Regions from separate parts of the Mus musculus genome. Here region 1 is linked to region 2. Evidence: chromatin contacts called from public ChIA-PET data. All regions are on one chromosome and are shown on one strand. The core of a region is the stretch at or near the end of the contact, and the rest is flanking DNA. Distances in the headings are between cores, read along the strand shown.

What was found. ChIA-PET counts read pairs in DNA pulled down with a chosen protein or histone mark.
Region 1: a contact with region 2 is called in an RNA polymerase II ChIA-PET map of effector CD8 T cells, with 41 read pairs. The contact joins the promoter of Gbp8 here to the enhancer-like site in region 2. A contact is called at or near these places in 1 of 39 promoter capture datasets (macrophages), 2 of 484 Hi-C or Micro-C datasets (Th1 cells and trophoblast stem cells), 2 of 115 datasets of contacts at active chromatin or transcription factors (CD8 T cells and effector CD8 T cells) and 3 of 9 other capture datasets (adipose tissue, liver and pancreatic islet).

Annotation. Positions count from the first base shown.
Region 1 is chr5:105,050,806-105,055,547 of GRCm38.p6, reverse strand. Gbp8 (guanylate-binding protein 8) reads left to right here and starts at 1,987. Exons shown (of 10, transcript NM_029509.4): 1 at 1,987-2,047; 2 at 4,477-4,684. The coding sequence starts at 4,501.
Region 2 is chr5:105,007,454-105,011,984 of GRCm38.p6, reverse strand. No RefSeq gene overlaps it. Among named protein-coding and RNA genes, the nearest start is that of Abcg3, 27 kb to the right of the region's middle. Within about 2 kb of position 1,409, at least 26 of the 459 cell types and tissues checked have an H3K27ac peak or open chromatin away from gene starts, as enhancers often do. A contact at or near this core is called in CD8 T cells, Th1 cells and effector CD8 T cells, where this site is marked.

The DNA of each region.
Region 1 (4,742 bases), core at 738-3,237, 43 kb before region 2:
TTGTTATGCATGCATGAGGGTGTTAATTTGGATCTGCAGTGAAAAGCTGGGCATGGCAATGTGCGCTCTTAATCCCAAGGCTGGGGTGAGGTCAGAGACAGCAAAGCCCTGAGGCTCACTAGTCAGCTAGTATAGCAAAGCAGTGAGGTCCTGATTCTGTAAAAGATATTTCAAAAAAACCAAAAAATCAGAGAGCAATAGAGGAAGACACCCAATGTCAACTGCAGACATCAGCAAATATGCAGAGGTGCACTTACGCAGGCTCACACACACATGTGCAAACACAAATACCCACACACACATATGTGCACACACACACACAAACACATGTCTCTCTCTTTCTCAATATAATACAGAAGAGAAACACAGGGAAAGGAACACACAGGTTTATCCTGATGTTTTGTAGATTCAGTTGAGTGCTGAAGTGAACAAAAGGCTTTAGCAAGTGTTAGAGAGAGCCCTGCTCCTGCTGCTCCCCTCAATCCTGTCTCAGCAGTGCCACTCAACTGACAAGAACTGGACACATCCCTGCTCTGTTCCAGACCAGAGACTCCCCTGGCCTTAGTGGAATCCAAGAACCTGCTGACATGAACTTCTTCCCAGTCCTGGTGTGGACTCTGTGTGTGTTCTACCTGGGCCTGCAAATGGGTGGCCATGTGGACCCAACAGATGAATAGGGGGAGAGTTCACTGAAGTAGAATTAAGGTACCAGTTTACCTCCATGCTGCTGACCTGCTCCTTTGTCCCTTTATCACTCTGAGTTCTGCACCAAATGTCTAGGAGAGTAAATTAAGGACCCTGAAGCTAGGTGCCTGGATATGGCCCAGTCTCTGAGGGGTACTCCCTTGTTTAATCCTTCCTGTGAAATCACAATGGATCGCTCTGCAGCTCCCTGCCCCCCCCCCCCCCGCTTTGTGTTTCATCCTTTACAAATGGTGTTCAATCTCCCATCAGAGACAAAGTTCAGATCCCAAACTGGCTGCCTTCCTAAGGGCTCAGAAAATAAAGCTTTCATTTTTAAGCTTCCATCTCAGAAGTGAGTTTTCTTAGCTTCTACCCTGAACACAACTCCTACTTACTATTCTTTAATTACTTCTTTAAAATCAGTTTTTAGATCAACTGTTGTGTTTTCTGAAAAAGAAAAAGAAGCCAGGGATATGTGTGGTGGAGGCGTGGTATGTTGAGGTGGTAGGTGGTGTCTCAGAGGGCACATGCTGAGGAATCCTGTCCTCCTGAAGTACCAGCCACACAATTGTATAGTATAGAATAGAGTTTATTTTAGACATGAAGAGGGGATTTGAGAGGGTAGTAGAGACAGAGAAAAAGGAAGGGAGGAAGCAGGGAGAGGAATGGAGAAGAAAGAGGGTAAGAAAGGAAGAGAGGAAGATTTCAGGGAGAGAGATTGAGGGGGGGGGGGCAGAGTGGACAAGCAGCCCTTTTTATAGTGAGTCATGTCCACCTGGCTGTTGCCAGGTAACTGTGGGGCAGAGTCCAGAAGAAATGGCAACAGTGATGGTTCCTGTTTTAGAAAACACAGGTTTAAAACATTAAAGCTCTTCGCTCAAGAAGCACCTGGAATTTCCCCTGAGAGAAGCACACTTGCAATCCTCCCAGATTGTGTCATTTCCACTGATGGGGCCCTGGGTTTACTGTGCTTTATCTGTGCCTAGAAGGCTGGAGGAAACTGGAGATGGGTTCCAAAGAAAGAGAATGTAAACTCTTTCCACAGTGGAGGCCTGCTGTCCCTTGGCTGCAACACAGTTTCTCACTGGCTTTTTCTGACACTAAGCATCCTCTGACCTCCCCTTCCAGTCTTGGGCAAGTTAACAATGCCTTGGTTTACTTTACTTTCAATTTTGTTTTTGCTGCTGCCTGTGTGAGTGTGTGTGTGTGTGTGTGTGTGTGTGTGTGTGTGTGTGTGTGTGTGTGTGTGTGGTCAGCTCACATAAAGGAGGAGCAAAGAGAGCAGGAAGTGAGGAGAGCAGAAGTGAGCCTGAGGAGGCAGCAGCAGCTGAGAACTGCACTTGGACCTGTGCTGTGGGACCAGGTATATTTACTTTTCCTTTCTTTAAGGAGCAACTTAGTCTGGACCCCAGCTTGATTTCCAAGTCAAAGTGGCAACTGAGGGAGGGGGAAGGGAGGCGGGTTCTGTGCTCTCTGGTCTGCAGGGGGCTGTGGCTGGCTTTAGGTCTAGGAGGTGAGTTTCTTTCCTCTGACAAAGGACAGATACAAAGTGGCAGCCTGACACTCCTGGCTGCCCTGCTCTGTTGGTGAAGCTGTGGGAAGAGCCCTGGTCCTGCCTCAGCTGGGACCACAGCTACAGCTCCTGCCCTGGTTCACAGCCAGATGAATGTCTTTCTGTGGAGGAACCTTGTGAAGAAAATTCAGCAAAAGGGCTTGGCAAACATCTATTTGGACATAAACTTAGTTTCTTCCTGACGTACTTTTTATTAAGTTTAGTAAGTAGATAGCAAAGTTGTCTCTTGATATTTAGTTTTTGTTTTGTTTTGTTTTCTTTTTTTGGAGGGGGTGGGGGAGATATAGAGATCCCATGGGCTCTATGCATTTTGTTTGGGCTGCTCTTCTTATCTCATTAATGGGTCTAAGCTGCAGAGAGACTGTCTTGTGGAATCAAGTGACTTCTGGGGATTGTACACATTCTCTGCCCTTGGCATAATGTCCTCTTGCTTATCTGGGACTGAGGGCAGGGGAGGCAGGTTATGTGTTGTCTGGCCTGCAGGGGTCTGTGGCTGGCTTTAAGTCTATGAAGGTCTATGAAGTTGGGTAAAGTAATTAATTGTATTCCCTTCTCTGGCTGAAGAATATTCTATTGTGTGTGCTATCAGACTGTGTTAATGTATGCATCTATTGGTGATCTGTTGATGGGAGACTGGGCTGTTTCCACATTGTGGGTATTGTAAACACAACTGCGATGAACAACACAGATCAAAGGTCCATCCAAGTCCTTGTTTGCTAGTTTGTTTGTGTTGTAATCAAATAAGAGTTGTTAGATCATATGAAACTATTCATTTTCTCAGAAGCCATGACTGTTTTCCCTGAGGGAATATTCTGTGTTTTTAGCTGCAGAGTACAGACACCTGAGTTGTTTAAATTCCAGGTGACATGTATTCATTTTTGCATTGTGTGGTAGCTATCCTGATGAGTATGAAGTGATGCCTTGTGGTTTGATTGGGACTTCCTCAATGTTTGTCACAGGGTCTGAAGAATTATTGAGGAACAATATCATGTAGCTCTTAAAATAACCTAGTCCGTGCTGATGCAAACATCAGCAAAACTAAGCAATTAATTTCAAATGATATATATGTTAGCCCAAAGCAAACCTCAGCCTCAGTGAGTTATAAGAAGCCAAATCACACACGATCATGTGACTCTAGACTCTGACACCAGGTTCTCCAGCCTGGCAAAGCAGAAATCATGTAAAGAAAAGTTTATTTTGCATCCAATGTTTCCCTAATATAGCCTGATTGACATTCTATCCTAGGAACTAAAGACACTAAACCATTCACTATGGTACTTCCCTGTTTGTACACTGCATCTTTTTCAAATAATTTTTTCTTAACTTCTATAGTTCTCTTGTGCCAGATGATTAGCAATATTGAATATTATCTTGTGTGCTCTTGGATGTTTGCAGGCCTTTTCTGCAGATATATCCATCTCCTCAGCAATTTTCTCAGTTTAGAACTGACTTGTCTATGATGAGTTGTAAAGGAACTTTATTACACATGTGATTTACAGGTCGTCTTCACCCATTCTTGAGTTGCCCTTTTACTTTCTTTATAGAATGCTCTGGTGCACAACGGTTCTTAATCTTACAAAGTCTGTTTTCTCTATTTATTTGCTCATGTTGAGGTTTTATTTTCATGTTCAAGAAATAATCTTTACTTGAAACACAAGTTAGGTAAAACTGAGATCAGGTTAGCCCCAGGTTAGCCTGTTGCAATTAAGCTCTGTGTTGCTTCCTGCAGACAGGACCTGTGTCAGGTAGGGTGCAGGTAGGCACTAAAAAGTCTAACAAGGACACATGTAATTCCCACCTTTTATTCAGCTGTACATCTCAGTGTAATTAATTGGTATTGCTCACAGTTTCTACATATTTTCAGCCATATAGAAATCTATTCATGGATATACCAAGGCCTGTGAGACTACTAGTCTGCCACTTTGCTGGTTGTTTGCTGGGTTGACCTTGATGAATATCACTATGGTTTAGATTTTATTATACTGAATTAAAGCTTTATAGATGAGAGCAGCCCATTTGTTACAAATGCTTCTTTAGAACTTTGAAGAATAATGAAGAGAAGGAGGCCATCTGGACTGCAGATTCAAGGATACATGCTGCCAGATGAAGCTACACAATGCCAACAGGAAACCTACAAAGGTCACCAACTGGTCTTAGCTGCTGAGCCATTGGGTGTCAGTGAGGCAGAGAATGACTTTACTCTCTTTCTCCTATTATAGATTCATCTACGTTGGCAGGTTGCTATGACCCAACCACAAATGGCTCCCATTTGTCTTGTGGAAAACCACAATGAACATCTGTCCGTGAACCATGAAGCCATAGAGATTCTGGAGAAGATTTCTCAGCCAGTGGTAGTCGTGGCTATTGTTGGATTGTACCGTACAGGGAAGTCCTATTTGATGAACCGTCTGGCAGGACAGAATCACGGTGAGTGGCATGCTGTGTACCAGCCAAATGTTTGACTGTGTCTGTCACATTTTCTTAA
Region 2 (4,531 bases), core at 160-2,659:
TGACTGAGACACTTCAAGGGGGAAAGGAGAAGAATGTGAGCTGAGAAAACAGAACGTGGAAGCTCCAACCACGTGTTTAGATGGAAGGAAGGTAGAATTTCCAGGGTCTGTTTTAGATAATTTTCAGAAAGTAAAACCACCAAGGAAAGCAGAAGTTTCTATTGTGCCCAAGTCTACAAGAAAGAAGTGTGCTGGTGGTGAGTATTTCCCCAAATGCAGAGAAGGCAATTGTGAAAGTTCTATCCTGACTTCCAACTCATCAGTCTTTAAAACACAGGAAGTGGACACATTGTGAACCCCAGTGTATCCACTGATATGTCACCAGCTCTTAAACATATATTCTCCACATCTAAGTCAGTCAGTCAGTCACGCACGCACACACACACACACACACACACACACACACACACACACACACACTATTCCTGACCTGACCTGTTGGTGTGGTAAGCAGAGAATATCTCCTACTGAGTCTCAGCAGACTTCTCTAAGAATGAGGTTGGCAGATCGGAAAGCGAATTTTTCTTTATTTTGTTAGAATTCAGTAGACATTAAATCCAATTAAACATCTGTTGCCACCTCAAGACATAACTGCTACTGAATGCATTTGAGGATGTCCTACCTGGCCAGTGATTACAGAGAGCATGAGATATATGTATACATTAAACTGAGTTATGCTACAGGAGATGATAGTGTCCTCACCTCAAGACTCGTAGTCTAACAAAGGTGTTTGTTTACTAATTCAGGTTTAACAACTTTAAATGAAATAAAACTGATTGCCACAGGCATCCAACAATTCATTGGGAGTGGATTTGAACTCTTGAGACTCGTGGCTGTTAGCAAAGATCCAGTGCCACTCTGAGAAGTGTGATTGCATCCTTGTCTCTGATGCAGGAGGTCTGGATCTTTAAGTGAGTTCTTGTCTATCGACAACAGGAGTAGCAGCAGAAGCTGGAGTGCTGAAGCTCCAGTGAGCTCTAGCTAGTGGGAGAAGCCTGAGGCTCTCCCTCCTCTCAGATTTAGATACTTTTTCTCAAGTTTAGTCTGTGCCTGGTCAGTCTTTTTTTTTTTTTTTTTCCGTGCAAAAAGTTCTATGTATTCGTTCATTTTTGTGCATGCACATGTATTCACATGCCACAGTGTATGCTGTTCCAGTCAGAAGACAGATTTAAGGATCACTTGGGTCCAGATTGTCTGAATGTGAACACATAAAGAAAGTAAGACTAAGCAGGGAAGACTGTCCCAGCCTAAGCCCTCTGCAGATGCTTGTCACAGGTTTCTAGGAGTTCTGGGTGCTGCTGTAGTCCTTGCAGCCTGCTGTCTGCTGCTTCCATCTGTAGTGCAGGATTTTGCTCAGCCTGGGCTTTTGTTTCTTTTGATGTGGCTGCTGCTACTGCACAAATGATGGTCTGTGGTTGGTTTGTGGAGCTCCAGCCTGCCTCCCAGTACTCAGAAAGGTGTTAGAAAGCTCAGGGTAGGACTACTGACTGCCTTTTTCCATGGCAGTGTACATAGCACTATGGGAGGAAATCCTCAGAGGGTAGGCTGCCAAATTAGGGGAATTTCCCAAGCACTCCACCTATATGAAGATCTATAGGCAATAAATGCTACTGAGAGGGAGAATCTGTGTTCTTCAAGTAGGAGTCCCCTGTTAGATTATCCAGTCATAAGTGGTCAGCCCTAAATACATACACATACAGCAATACCAAATAGACTCGATACATCACATGCCCATGTGCACATGCACACAGATGTGTCTTTACATCCCTCAGAGAAAGACATCCTGTCACGTAGCTATGGAAACTACTCATAGTCAGTCCTTGCAAATTTCTGAGGGAAAACTGGGTAAAAGTCCCAAAGTATGTGACATTTTTTTTTGACAGCATGCCTCAGTGATCAAAGAATGACATAACCAGAATATAATTTCCTCCCTTACTTGTTGGTGTTTAGAAGTTATGCTGACCTCCCTTGGACTGATATTTTGAATACAGTGGGTTAGTCTTCAAGATAAGTCAGTAAATTCGTAGCAACAAGAATGAATAAGTTCTCCAGTCATTAGAAATGGCACAAGACTTCAATTATATTTCCACCACTGAGCTTCTTCATAATAATTGTACCAAAGTATCAGCTCAATACTTCCTGAGGTCGAGCCAAACTCCAATGGCAGCTAATTCTACCCATGTCAACAATGCCCAGTGTGCACATAGTCACCTTCAGTATCATAGATACAGCCACATCAGACCTATGTCTTACTTATAAGCTACTAAGGGTCTTGAATGTCTGAATCTACATTCATTTTCTCTGGAATAGTTACTCTAGATTTTCCATTTTATCTTCAGTGTATTCTTCTGACTTTCTGTGTGAAAACATGAAGGTATCTGAAATGGAAGAGCATTCAAATACAGCTCAGACAGAAAATGGAAGTGTCTAGAGACATTTGGCCAAGAGGCTGACTTCTAAGTTGATATTTGTTCTGCCCAAACAAAATCGAAGTCCATAGTGAACTCTGTAAAACCCTTTCATATCATGAAACCAATGACCTTATATCACTTCTGTGGGTGCTTTTGGATCACATTCTCCCTCAGGCATCTTTCAGTATCTCATGGACCACAAATACTGCTGGCTGTCTTAGGGTTTTACTGCTGTGAACAGATACCATGACCAAGACAAGTCCTATAAAGGTCATCATATATTTGGGGCTGTCTTACAGGTTCAGAGTTTTAGTCCATTATCATCCAGGTGGGACCATGGCAGTATCCAGGCAAGCATGGTACAGGATGAGCTGATAGTTCTACATCCTCTTCTGAAGGCTGTTAGCAGAATACTGACTTCCAGAATGCTTGAATGAGGATCTTAAAGCCCACAACCACACTGAGACACCTACTTCAACAAGGCCATACCTCCTAACAGTACCATTCTCTGGGCCTATCATATACAAACCATCATACTGGTAATGGCAGTGTTCACTTGGTTAGGAATGAAGAAAAAGAAGCCTTTAACACTGCAACACTGCTCAGTGTAACTCCTGCTCCCTCATCCTCAGGAGGCAACCCCAGAGCTGAAAGCTTCAACATGTCCACAGAGAATACATTTATACTCTCCAGATTGGCAAGTTCTGTCTTTCACCATCCAGTATTTTAAAAAATATTCTATGGCATAGTTATCTGAAAACAATCATGATAGAAACAGTCTACAGCAATCCAATGTTTTCTGCTCTTACATCTTCACTAGTGCAAGGCTCAGGATGAGGAGTCAAGGTCACAGGATTTGTGAGCCTCCTTTTAAAATCTTACTTCTGTGTGGTGCTGTGCATTGAGTATTTCATTGTAGCACATTATTCGGTACTTTTGTGTCTTTCTATACAGAAATAGGTATTTGATAATATTCATGTCTTAGTAACTTTTCTAGTTCTGTACTAAGGTACCATGACCAAGGCAATGTACAGAAGAAAGACTATATTTGAAGCTCATTGTTTCAGAGGGTGATTCCATGACCATGATGACAGGGAACATGTGCACAGGTGAGCAGTAGCTGAGATCTTACTTACCTCTGATGCACAAGCACAAGGCAGAGAGAAAGAGCTAGATGGGAATGTGAGTCTTTTGAAACCTCAAAGCCCACCCAAGTGACACCAGCTCCAACAAGGACACACCCCCTAATCCTCACCAACCAGTTCTACCAACTGTAGACCAAGCATTCAAATCCATTAGCCTAAGGTTTAAATCACCACAATTGGTATACCATATTGAAATATGTGTTCATACTTCCAACTTCTCAGAATGTTGGTCGTATCATATATCTCCACATATGAAGGTCCCCATCTTTAATAGCATTAAAATATGAGATAAAATATAAGTAGCTTTAAAAATATGAGAACACTTTTTTTTCTTCAGTGAAATCACACAAGTGACTTCTTTTTTAAAACATTATTTAGATTTGCTTTTTATTTTATGTATATGGGGACTTTTCCTGCATTGCCTTTGGAGTCCAATAGAGGACTTCAGATGTCCTGGAATTGGAATTAGAGATGGTTGTAAGACTCCATGTGTGTGCTGAGGACACAGCCCATGTCCTCTGCCAGAGCCAATGCTCTTAACCTTTGACCATCTCTGTCCCTCTAATAGAGAAGTTATTTCTTAAGAAGATCATTGGGAGTTCTAACCATGCCAAAGTATGTGCCAACTTATAAGGTTCTAAAAATATTTATATACTTCATGACTTTAAAATAACACAGTGTGGCTTAGCCTGCCAACTCTGTCTTTTCCCCTCAAATTTTATGTTAATGTGGAAGTGTTTTTTGTGAACAATTTTGATGATTTTAGAGAGAAGATAATTTATTTTCTCTCAGTGTATTAGTTCTCTGAGAATTTCATACAATTGATTTTGATCCTATCTCCACTGACATTGCCTCTTTCCCCATATACCCAACTTTACATCTTTTCTCTCAAATCCATTAAGGACAGTTTATGCTGCTCATATACTCCAGGGTGTATAGCATTCTGTAGAGTGTGGTCATCCCACCAGATGCCGA